Linked DNA regions of Mus musculus: region 2 is linked to region 1. The links are chromatin contacts, called in public promoter capture Hi-C maps. All regions are on one chromosome and are shown on one strand. The core of a region is the stretch at or near the end of the contact, and the rest is flanking DNA. Distances in the headings are between cores, read along the strand shown. Region 1 has its middle 59 kb from the start of n-TIaat2. Region 2 has its middle 91 kb from the start of Gm25378.

Region 1 (6,205 bases), core at 3,225-5,724:
TATGAGCAGAAATGAACCTGAAACTGATATTGTCAATGTGGTTTCTAATGTACACATTATATAACAAAGTCATAAAAGGCAGAAAATAAAGGTGAAATTTTAATTGACTAAAACCATGAGATAAAAAGCATATATCAAAATAAATTATTTTCTTCAAAAACTATGCTGGTGAACTTCCTAACCACACACCCTAAACATAACATAAACAAGGAATGAAATAACATGTGCAGCATCTGCTCTGTTCTGAAATGACCTCTGAACAACGTAGTGCTAGGCATTGGAGCCCCGAGAGCAGGAGCATGCTTTTTCATAATGAATGTGAAGTCATATTTCAAGGGAAAACTATTTTTAATAGAGAGTTACTATTCATAGAAACTAATTATAAGAGAGGATTTTACTAATTTTAAAGGTGTCTGACCAAGGTGAAAAATTAACAATGAATCACATTGCCATGGGCTGATCACTGGAAACACTTGAAGGGGCACTTCATCCTGTGAAGTGGGGGCTATGCTATGCACAGTCACAGCGTCATGCCGAGTATGTATGTGTGTTGAGGATCTAAATTTGTTAAAATGTATGCTTCAACATCTTAAGTTTCAATAAATATTCTTTCCTGTATTTTTAGGCAGTTTACAATACAGTGTAATGGGAAGACTGTGATTTAAATGATTTACTGACAATGAACCATAAATAATGATGCCGATAGCATTGTACATAAAAAAATATAAAATGTTTTATCAATAAAAATAAGTTTTATTTATATTAAATATGTTCTTTTCAAAAACTTCATCAGTAGAAAACACAGCAACATTAGTCTTGCTAATACTTACCCATACACTTCCTGTGAAAATTCAACCCTCCTTTTGTCCTCCTCAAATCAAGTTTCATGTACTTGCTTGACACGATATACCAGTAACAAAACAGGGCATAATTACAGTTTCATGATTTTAAAATGTATCTCATTTATGAAATCAGAAAATTTTATTTCTACATGAGTGTTATGTCTTATGCAATAAGTTTCATATATCCAGCTGAATATATATATTCACACATACACACATACGTGTGTGCGTGCGTGCGTGTGTGTGTGTGTGTGTGTATAATCAAGATATCAAGATAGGTTAAAGGTTTTCCAATTAAAAACAGAAAAGTCCTAAGAATAATTTATGCAACCCCTGTAGAGTGGTAGTAAAGTTTTTTTTCATCATAATCAGCATAGACCTAGAAGAAGGAGGAATAGTTTCTAATGAGATTGAAATTTAGCAATATCTAGTGATCTTTATAAATAACAAATAACTCAACAATTATTAAATATCTCTAATTATATTTATTGAATTCTTAATATTTCTAAAGGAAAGATTGTTAGTTTAAGTATTATAACTAAAATGTCCTCTACATCCACCTAATACTGCCAGATAATTTTTTGTCAGAGTTCTCTCTCTCTCTCTCTCTCTCTCTCTCTGTCTGTCTGTCTGTCTGTCTCTCTCTCTCCTCTCTGTGTCTGCCTCTCTCTTTCTCTCTGTGTGTCTATCTACCTCTCTTTATCTCTCTTATGTGTGCATCTTTAAGTACTTTCTAACAAAGAGAGTTTTCAATTACTAAACAAGAAAAGCATTTGTTATTAAAATATAAAATATGCAAATACATATATAAAATGCATATTTATGTTTCCTCTCCTAAAAGATAAAATAGTGCATTACTAATTTAGTTTGTGGGATCTTGTGACTCTACTTGTCATAACAATGTACCACAGATTTATGAGCTTCATATGCAAATATTTTAATTATTTAATTTACATTTAATAGTACTCTCCAGATTAGTTCTTAAGATAGAACTTGAGGCACTTCTAGTAACATCTTTGTAGCTTTTCCCAGTCCTTAAAAATCATCCTGACATCTTATCTGCTGTTGGCGAGTTTATTTCTATTATACCTCCAGGGAAATACGCTCTTTGAAACAGGCGGTATTTAATGAAATATATATACATATATTTACATATTCATTAAAAAGAAACTGAAGAATATGTAAAAGTATTGCTAATTTATAATCACTCCGAGTAGGATTATTTTGAACATGAAAGAAATTCTCAATTGTTCACAATGCAGAGATCAAAGATAAGGGTTAAACCAGAGAAAGCAAAATGTGGGCTAGCATCTGACACTGAGTCTTGTGTGGGCCGAATGCAGGGCTGTGGGAAGTTACCATGCTTTGTCAGCCAATAGTTACCATTAGAGAATGTCACAAGAATTCAAACTAAGTGTGAGCAGATGGCACAAGGAAGAAAGTATAACTTTTGTGAGTGGTCTCAGTGACCCTGTTAAAGGTAGGAAGCTTATTACAACTGTGGTGACCTTTTACGTGAATGAATAGGAACGCATGGTTTTCAAAATTTTTTTAATGCAATAAAACTACTTCATAAGAGTAAAATAAAAAAATAAATATTGGTGCTGAAAATTATACATGCATATTTAGGAGTGTGAAAACAGATGCCTGTTTAAGTGAGCTGTTTGAGAATGTATTTGCATTTGCATCCCCTTGAACAATTGTATGCATTTTTATACAGGGTTCCATTTATAAAACTAAGTACTATTCCTCTGGTTTTCCTCTACTGTTCATCTATTTATCTTACTTGTACACAAATAGGAGTCCTTTTAGAAATTATACTTATATAGGCAGATAGATGATGAATATGAATGATTTCCAGAACAAACTGAATGTGTGGGTTGAGGACAACCCTGGTGACCTGCAAATGTGGACAAATGTCCTGCTCCACTGGAATGACAACAGATCTTCACAGTCCTGCTGTCAGGATCTTCTCAGATGAGGAGAAGAGATTTTTATCTTTCAAAGTAGATTTTCGTTCATACATACATCACTTGTGACTGACAATGTGAAATAGGTTTTCAGGAATTCGGTGCATATATTTGTAGTTAAAAAAGAATAACACATATTTTCAAACTTTTGAGAGAATTAAACATGGTCATATATGGGAACCACAGGGATACTACTCACTCTATTAAGAATTTTATAATTCTCTTATAAAACTCTAAAAGGAGTTTGAGCATTTGAGTTCAGGGATGGGCTCAAATAAGAAGACTATTTGGAAATAAATGTGTTTTAATGTACTTTAGGTTTTGAAAGAGTGCATGCTAGATAAAGTACAATCTGAAAATGTAGAGCTTCTTATAGCAGTCGCCCATGTATTGACTCCATCCCCAGTATTACTGTTACTGCTTGCCTACTCTTGTCAACTTGTATTCTCTTGCCAATCAATAAATAAAGCATTATGGAAAAATTGGCTCCCGCCTTGATTATACTTCTTCATCTGTCTGGTATATAATTTCTTCTGGTTTGTGATGCGTTGTTTTAAAGTATTGACCACAATCAAATATTGCAACCATGTGAAAACCATGAATTGTGAAATTAAGTTAGTAAATTTAGCTTACTGGAAATTTCATCAAGTGAATTTCTAAGCGTCAGGAGACATGTCAACATCAACTGAATTTGCCATTTGGGAATTTTACTGTCCTTAACAAGTTATCTCAAATCCTAAACCAGTGCAGCACACTCAGGGCCATGGTCCAACTGTCTTTAAGTGCATTTTATTTTCAAAGGCTCATTTTTACATCCAGCATCAAATTTTAACTAAGGCTCTGTGATAAAGAGTAAGAAAATCAGTCTTCAAGGAAATTGAAAGGCAAGAAAAATAAGTATATTTAAACTGTGTATCTTCTAACACCTTTTAGACAACTTGCTATTTTTATATTATGTTTAGGAGCTGGAATAAAGCTAAATGTTTGTTCTGAAAGATGAGAGATCAAAAAGCAATTTCCTTTAAAAAGAAAATTTTGTAATAAAAACCACTTCATAGGAAAGAGACAATTGTCATATCTGGCTTATTTTGACTCAGCAAATTCAGCTTGTTCTCACCTTCATAACACGAGTGTGATGTTTTATTTATATAGTACAGTTTAAAAATGAAACTTAACGGAACATCTAAAATAAAGACAAAACTCTTCTTTGCATGTATTCTTTCAACATCGTCTTCATATTCCTTGATTGTTCAATTAATTATTCCATACACAGAAAATTTTAGTAAAGGTAAGCTTACATTGTGAAAATTATTCTTTTCACTTCCTGTAACTATATTCCTTCCATCCACAGTTTAACACTCTCAAACGTTATTGGCAAGCAGTATTTTTGATAAGAATTAGCACTACGTTGAGCCATCAGTCCTTAGCATATTTCATTTTGGTACTGTTGTTTTCAAAATCAAGGGACTGAATTCAGGCAACATTTTTATTTTGTGATTAAATGAGTGTTGAAATAAACATATTTATATCATCTCCGATGATTTCTTTTTGTAGACAGTATTTATTTTGTGAAATCAAAGTGAAGTGTCATTTTAGTACAGAACTCAGCGAGGACTTGTGGCATTCTTTTACAAGAGTAACTTTAGGGGGCACTGTGCTGCCAGGAGAGAAGAGTGCAAGACCAAGCCACATAGACTTTCTTTCTTTGCATACGAATGTACCACAGTAAGTATTGCAAAGAAATCAAGCCCAAAGTGTTACATATTTCTTACATTTCCTAGATTCACTAAGACACTGACCACCCGTGAAACAAACTTCAATTTATTGAAGAGTATGCTTCCACAATAGACAGTTATTTCTCACTTCTAATGAGAAGGGGAAAGAGAACAGATCCAGGCTGCTCTGGAATTAAGAAACATACCAAACTGCAAACCTCACAAACGAGGAGACTACACCATCCTTGAAAGAGGAAATAATGAAACTGAGTGATTCTGTACAGTAAGAGAGTCAAAATAGAAAAAAAAACAAAACAAGACAAAAACAGAAACAAAAGATAGTTGTCTAAGGGAACAAAGCACCAGGCAGCCAGAATCCCTGACCCACTCTAGTGCCTCGCAGGGGACGCAGAAATGTCAATCACAGCAGCATTAAGACCATTTCACACATGCACACACCTGGAATCCTCATGGCTGGGTTCTGTAAATTCCCGCGGTCAGCTGCATCAGTCACCTGTGAGATCTGATTTACATTCTGACTCCAAAGAATCTATTTTGTTATCTAGTGAGATCAAAGCAAAAGAAGTAGAGTCTACAAGGAAGCCCTTGCCTTTCACAGCCTTCTTCCAAACTGTTTGATGTGAATGAGTTAATTACATTATATGCTATAGACCAAATGGAGGCTTTCTACAATTTAATTATTAATTATAGTATATCAGTTTAATTATATAAATACATATGCTAATACATACATGGAAGTAACAAATTTATTTGGTAACAATTTATAATGTTTTCCTCACTATTAGGAAGCGTTAGGAATATCTCCTCTTTTTTACCATTAGTGCAGATATTTGAGGTTGGGCCTCAATGGTTATGTTTGTATATTACAAGGAGATAAAGCTGGCTCATTCCAAAATTCTGTATTTGATTTCATTTCATTTCCTTCAAAACTATTCATTTGCGGATGAGAGTCACTTGAAAAGAAAATTAAAGATTTTTGAGGAAATCACAATCGTCCAAAGAGACAAACAGAAAGCAGTGAGCTATGTTAAAGTGTAAATTATTAAGAAGGAGGAGTTTTCCTTTGCTGTCAAAAGATATTTAACTGATTTGTTTAGAGGAGGGTGAATTGGATTTAAGTGCAATTTAGTTGATAAGTTCTTGGGGTTCTTGTAACTGTTATTATGGCAATACAAAGAATGTATACACACAAGTAAACAACACACCCCTTCTATCATATTTATCATACAAATTGTCAACAAATTAATGATTCCACCTACTTTAATGAGGTACAGAAAATTGTATGCAATGGTTCAGTTTTTCTTTCTAGTCTGTTTATTGTTGCCCTTGTCAAAACACCGAGGCTTCAAACGCACTTCTTGCTCTACTCAAGTCTGCATTACTCTTTTTATTGAAGAAATTATTTACTTTCTTAATATTTGAGAAAATGTGAAGATTTAATGTCATTTTCGTTTCATTGTCAAAGCTGTTTAGCATTTATGAATACTTGAGTTGTATTTCTGGGCAATTCAATCATTTCAGGGCTTAATCAATAGTGAGAAATAAGAAGTGTAGAAGAAAGAATATCAGATAATCCTAGATCTTATATCTTTATCAGTGTTCACTGGAAGAATTTTAAGAGATTAGTAACAGGCTAAGTGGATTTTGTACTTCCTCC
Region 2 (6,024 bases), core at 2,197-4,696, 490 kb after region 1:
CCCACAACCACATGATTCAAAAATCCCACTATGATAAATCTCTAAAGGAATTGAAGTTGAGACACTGAAGACTTGATATATAATGCTTAGAGCAGCATCATTCACAAGAACAAGAATGTATAAGCAACTAAATGTCCATCATTAGACAGATGAAGAGCAAAACTCAATATATATTCACGGTGAATTATCATTCAGCATTTACAACAGGGAAAAGACAAGAGGATGTTGTGGGAAGTAACCTCTGCCCCCAGTGCAGGAAGTGGTACTACCCAGCACCACTAATGTGCATGTTGATAAGAATTTAGTCTGCATCTTGTCTTGCAAGAAACAGCATCATTTTCATGAGCTCTACATAAAAATAAAATAAACTCAAAGCAAACCAAACTACAATTTATTTTTAGATATTTCACAGTTCTGTTTTATTAAACTTGACACATTTTGTGAAATACAAGATATTAAAAGTCCATACTAGTCTATTCAATAATTTCATCTTCAGTTCCAAAAATATAACATTATATTGGTTATTTTAAAGACAGAAAGAAGCATATATTTTCTTTGCACACCTTTTAAGCCACGTTGCTTTAAGTGCAGTCTGTAAAGGTCACTACTGTATTGTACATGTTGAGGTAGATACTGAAGAGCAGGAGAAGAAATTCCACCTCTAACACTGGCTGTTAGTCCAGGACAGAAGTGAGTCCTTATGGTTTCCTTTATAGAATTTTAAAACATGGAGTTGGTTTTATAGATACTGCTGGTAGGATAATTGAAGGGGCACTCTTTAATTTAAGAAAATGTAGTTTTGATGTTAGCATTGTTATTTATGTTCTAGTAAACACACACTCTCTTGATTTAATTTTACCCACTTAAAAATTGCATCTAACGTGTTTCCTGTTCCCTGCCCATCACGATCTGTCCTTACATGCTTCACAGGAAGCAGATTTATTCTGGAGGAACTTTCAATTTATGCCACTAGAGAAAGTTGTTGTTTTTCCCCGTATGGCTCCTTTACAAATGTTTAGGAGAAACTGAGTTGCATTTCAGTTTGAACTGACATTTCTTTCCTGTTAAATTACTTAGTTATTTCTTTCAAAATTCAATTTCTATGTCTAAAAATAGTCATAGTCAGTTTATATTGACATTTCAAGACAGGTTTTTACCATTTTAAATAATATTATGCTTAATTCTTTGGATTATTTAACGTTTTTTAAGGTTTCCACATCTATATTTAGATTCATTATGACCTCAAACAAATGATTTCATATATCCATTTCCCCACTCTCAGTAAAAAAAAAAAAAAAAAAAAAAAAAAAAAAAAAAAAAAAAACAAAAAACAAAAAACAAAAAACAAAAAACAAAAAACAAAAAACAAAAAACAAAAAACAAAAAACAAAAAAAACAGCATTTCACAAATAAAGTTTAATTCTGTGTAGCGGAAGGACCTTATTGACTCTGTCCTACTATGCTGATACTGATAATAGATAATTTAATTTTTTAAAGTACCTTATTATTATATGTAACAGTCCTATCATAAGACTTACTTATGCTTCAAAACTTATACTAGTTCAAGGGAAAGATGGCCATTCTGCATTATTTCTAAATAGGCTATGCAAATGACAGTGGTTATAATTATATAATAAGGACATCGATGACAGCAACTATGATCAGAGTCTATCTAGTGTGTCCTATATGCCAGGAATTGTGATAAAATAATAATAAAAAGCAGGTGGTAATGTTACTGCAAAGTTATCCTGCATCATAGACTGGATTCCAGGTGAAGTAACACAAAGGGCTGACCAGAAGGAGCCTGCTTCTCAATAAATGAAACAGTTCAGATACAATGACATATGCATGTGCACATGTCATAATGAAACCCTTTACCTTCTATGCTTACTTTTAAAATAAGTACAAAAAGCATTTCTAGATAATTCCAACAAAATGATGAATCCCCTATTTTGAGTTGGCAATTTCTGAATATTCTTCTAGAACCTCCCCTATCTCCAACATTCATGAACTAAAACAAATTATAAGAATGTGCTTGTGATACAGTAGATAGAAACAGCAATATCAACTTACACACGTACACATACAACGGGATGAGTCAAATTGAATAGCCATAGTGATTTAAAGTACTCCAGTCATTAGATTAGGTTTCTTGTTCAACACCATGTAAACACAGACAGAGAGAAATGTGAACATATACATTCCCTTCCCACACAGCAACTTCCACTCCTTTCCTTTTCAACCCTTTTCCCGTCCTCCCTTTCATTCTCTTCTTCTCTCTCCCCTCCCCTCCCCTCCCCTCCCCTCCCCTCCCCTCCCCTCCCCTCCCCTCCCCTCTCCTCCCCTCCCCTCCTCTCCTCTTCTCTTCTTTATCTTTTCCTTCCCCCTTTGACCTCCCTCTCTTCTCTTCTCTCTCCACCTCTCCCTGGCCTCTAAATGTTACTTAGCATCTATAGTACTTCTTGGCATAAATCACACAGATAATAAATCATTCATATAGATTGATAAAAACAAGGAGGTCAATCTTATAGATACTGAATATTGTTTTTCCTTTTTTTAAAAATTTTGAGATTATAATATAATTACATCATTCTCCACTCTCTGGCACCACCTCTCTTTTGGAACTCTCCCATATATCTTTCCCTACCTTCTTTCAAATTCATGGGTTCCTCTTTCATTAATTATTATTACACATATATTTGTATATAAATATATATATATTTCCAAAAATAACCTTCAAAATCCATATTATGGTACTGATATATGTGCTTACAGGGTTGACCATTTGGTATTGACTATCTGGTGTGCTCTTTCCTGAAAAAGACTGTTCCATACATTAAACAGGATTTTCTATAGTAGTTATGAAGTACCAGAGCTCTAATCCACAGCCTGAATTTCAAAGGCCCATTTCTGAACTAGCTGCATAGCTACTCTTTCTTAGGGATAATACCAGTTACTGTGGAAGACATGGGTACTTATGAAATAGCATGAAAATGTGAACTTGCAAAAGCACATGCATTGTTAAGGAATCATGAATGGTTAAACACAAAATCCGTACATTCTATCACTAGTTTAAAGGTTATGGTGAATGTGGGACAGAAAGTTTTGCTGACAAGTGCTGGACTATATTTTTGAGTCACATCTTAAGGACAGTTCCATTAATTTGCATGGAATTCGGTTTTGTGGCAGTCACTGAGGATGTGCCACATCCCTCTGCTGCACTGAATCTCATGAGCTGTGTCAGTAAGACAGGCACAGACAGATTCATTTCCTCACAGCAGCTGACAGTCCTATGTGAAGCCTTGAAACTGAAGGCTGTGAGGATGATCGTGGACCCTAAAGGAACAAGGAGCTGCTGCTGTGGGAGGAAGGGGGACAGCAGCTTGAAGAATGACATCAGGTTGCCCGAGTATCTGCTTAGGAGAAAAGCAGAGCCAGAAATTAATAATCACAAATCTCCTGCCACCTTGTGGTGTGAGTGACATCACTGGACAAATGTAGCTAGGAGCTATAAGTATGAAAGATAGCAATTGGAAGAATATGTATAATTGTCTCAGCATAACCACTCCTGCTTTGCTTCAGTCTTTCTTAGTTTTCCATTTTTAATACCTATTTTTTAAAAACATTATTACATGTACAATTTGCCTGCTTGTAAGTCTGTTCAGCATGTGTGTGTCTGGACCTGTGGAGATCAGAAGAGGACATAAATCCCCTGGCACAGAAATTACAGACATTTATTGTCAACATGTGGGTGCTGGGTATCGAACCCGAGTACTTAACTCCGGAGCCATCTGTCCAAGCCCCAGATTTACATTTTAAACAGTGTGAGTGAAAAAAAAAATCACTTGAGACACCATGTTCCAACACTCAGAAATGACCAGCTCTTGACCTCTTGACAGGGACTGCTTTTTTCATGTAACACAGATGATGTTAGAGTCAGGTATTAATTTTACTGATTCTGGGAGATCTGTGCTACCATTTGAATTTGGAAATGTCAAATCACTTACTAAGCATTTTTGACTGCCATAGACCCTTCTAGGATCATGGTGTCTGCTGGGTTGTAGGAACATTCCTAGGCTTTGGGCCATCTTCAAAACCACAGCATTATGCATTACCAAGAAAATATATTTAAACAACATTCACCAAGATTTGATGTACTCTGTAGCCTAAAACTATTATGGTCATTTCTTTTTGGAAAGCAATGAAAAGTGTGGTGACATTTTCTGCATTATGGGGAGCTGTCCCCACAAAAGCTTCACTTAAGGAAGTCCTAGAAACTTGTTTTTGCAAAGTCTTATGTATTTGGGTGTGCTATATACTGCCACCATCTTACAGCTTCAGCTAACACATATATTGGCTCTTCATGCCATCTAGGAAATGGAAAAATAAAGCAATTTCCCCATATTCTGAGATTAGGACAGAGATAAACACACATAGCGATGATCCGAGTCGCTGGGTTACCATTGCTACTATCCATAAGACAGTCAGTTTGTCCATGATTATGTTAAAGACACTATTTCCCACACCACACCACGGAGCAAAGTGTGTGATCATTTGTCTTAGGAAAGATGTAATGTCCAGGAAGTGTGTCCTTGTCTGACTGAGTTCTCCATAACAACAATCATCCTCCAAGACTCCTTCAAATTCAGAAGTACATAAAAATATGATTAATAAATATGCAAAAGAGATAAAAATTGACTTCAAACTATATAAGATTTCTATTCTTTTTTTTTTTTTTCATTTTTTATTAGGTATTTAGCTCATTTACATTTCCAATGCTATACCAAAAGTCCCCCTTACCCACCCACCCCCACTCCCCTACCCACCCACTCCCCCACTTTGGCCCTGGCGTTCCCCTGTACCGGGGCACACAAAGTCTGCGTGTCCAATGGGCCTCTCTTTCCAGTGATGGCCGACTAGGCCATCTTTTGATACATATGCAGCTAGAGTCAAGAGCTCAGGGGTACTGGTTAGTTCATAATGTTGTTCCACCTATAGGGTTGAAGATCCCTTTAGCTCCTTGGGTACTTTCTCTAGCTCCTCCATTGGGAGCCCTGTGATCCATCCATTAGCTGACTGTGAGCATCCACTTCTGTGTTTGCTAGGCCCCGGCATAGTCTCACAAGAGACAGCTACATCTGGGTCCTTTCGATAAAATCTTGCTAGTATATGCAATGGTGTCAGCGTTTGGATGCTGATTATGGGGTGGATCCCTGGATATGGCAGTCTCTACATGGTCCATCCTTTCATCTCAGCTCCAAACTTTGTTTCTGTAAAGATTTCTATTCTTAAAACTCCATTACAGAGACACTAATCTTTAAAATAACCTCCATCTCAGTAATGTAATATTGGTTTTCACTATTTTCATTTTTTATTGTTTGTTTGTTTTAGTTAAATACGTGGGAGAAAAATTCTATAAATAAAATTATACATTGATCTTCTATAAAGACAAACCCAATTTCTTAGGAAAGAAACCAAAAACCAAAAACACCTGCCCTGTTCATATTGTTGTTCCTCCTATAGGGTTGCAGATCCCTTTAGGTTCTTCAGTACTTTCTCTAGCTCCTTCACTGAGGGCCCTGTGTTCCTTCCAATAGATGACTGTGAGCATGTGCTGTAAGATCGAGAATCAACAAATGGGACTTAATAAAATTGCAAAGCTTCTGTAAGGCAAAAGACACTGTCAACAAGATAAAAAGGCCGCCAACAGATTTGGAAAGTATCTTTACCAATCCTAAATCCAATAGGGGATTAATATCCAATATATACAAAATATCCAATATATACAAAGAACTCAAGAAGCTGGACTCCAGAAAATCAAATCACCCTATTAAAAAAAATGTGGTATAGAGCTAAACAAAGAATTCTCAACTGAGGACTACCGAAGGGCTGAGAAGCACCTGAAAAAATGTTCAACATCCTTAATCATCAGGGAAATACAAGTCAAAACAACCCTAAAATTCCACCTCACAACAGTCAGTATGGCTAAGATCAAAAATTCAGGTGACAGCAGATGCTGGCGAG

What was found. Promoter capture Hi-C pulls out the DNA fragments that hold promoters and counts their contacts.
Region 2: a promoter capture Hi-C map of hippocampal neurons shows a contact between it and region 1, with 3 times the contacts expected there. The contact joins two enhancer-like sites. A contact is called at or near these places in 1 of 39 promoter capture datasets (hippocampal neurons) and 9 of 484 Hi-C or Micro-C datasets (3T3-L1-derived adipocytes, the AML12 cell line, adipose-derived mesenchymal stem cells and 4 more).

The regions. Positions count from the first base shown.
Region 1 is chr4:27,960,742-27,966,946 of GRCm38.p6, forward strand. No RefSeq gene overlaps it. Among named protein-coding and RNA genes, the nearest start is that of n-TIaat2, 59 kb to the left of the region's middle. Within about 2 kb of position 4,475, at least 6 of the 459 cell types and tissues checked have an H3K27ac peak or open chromatin away from gene starts, as enhancers often do. A contact at or near this core is called in hippocampal neurons, where this site is marked.
Region 2 is chr4:28,453,060-28,459,083 of GRCm38.p6, forward strand. No RefSeq gene overlaps it. Among named protein-coding and RNA genes, the nearest start is that of Gm25378, 91 kb to the left of the region's middle. Within about 2 kb of position 3,447, at least 2 of the 459 cell types and tissues checked have an H3K27ac peak or open chromatin away from gene starts, as enhancers often do. A contact at or near this core is called in hippocampal neurons, where this site is marked.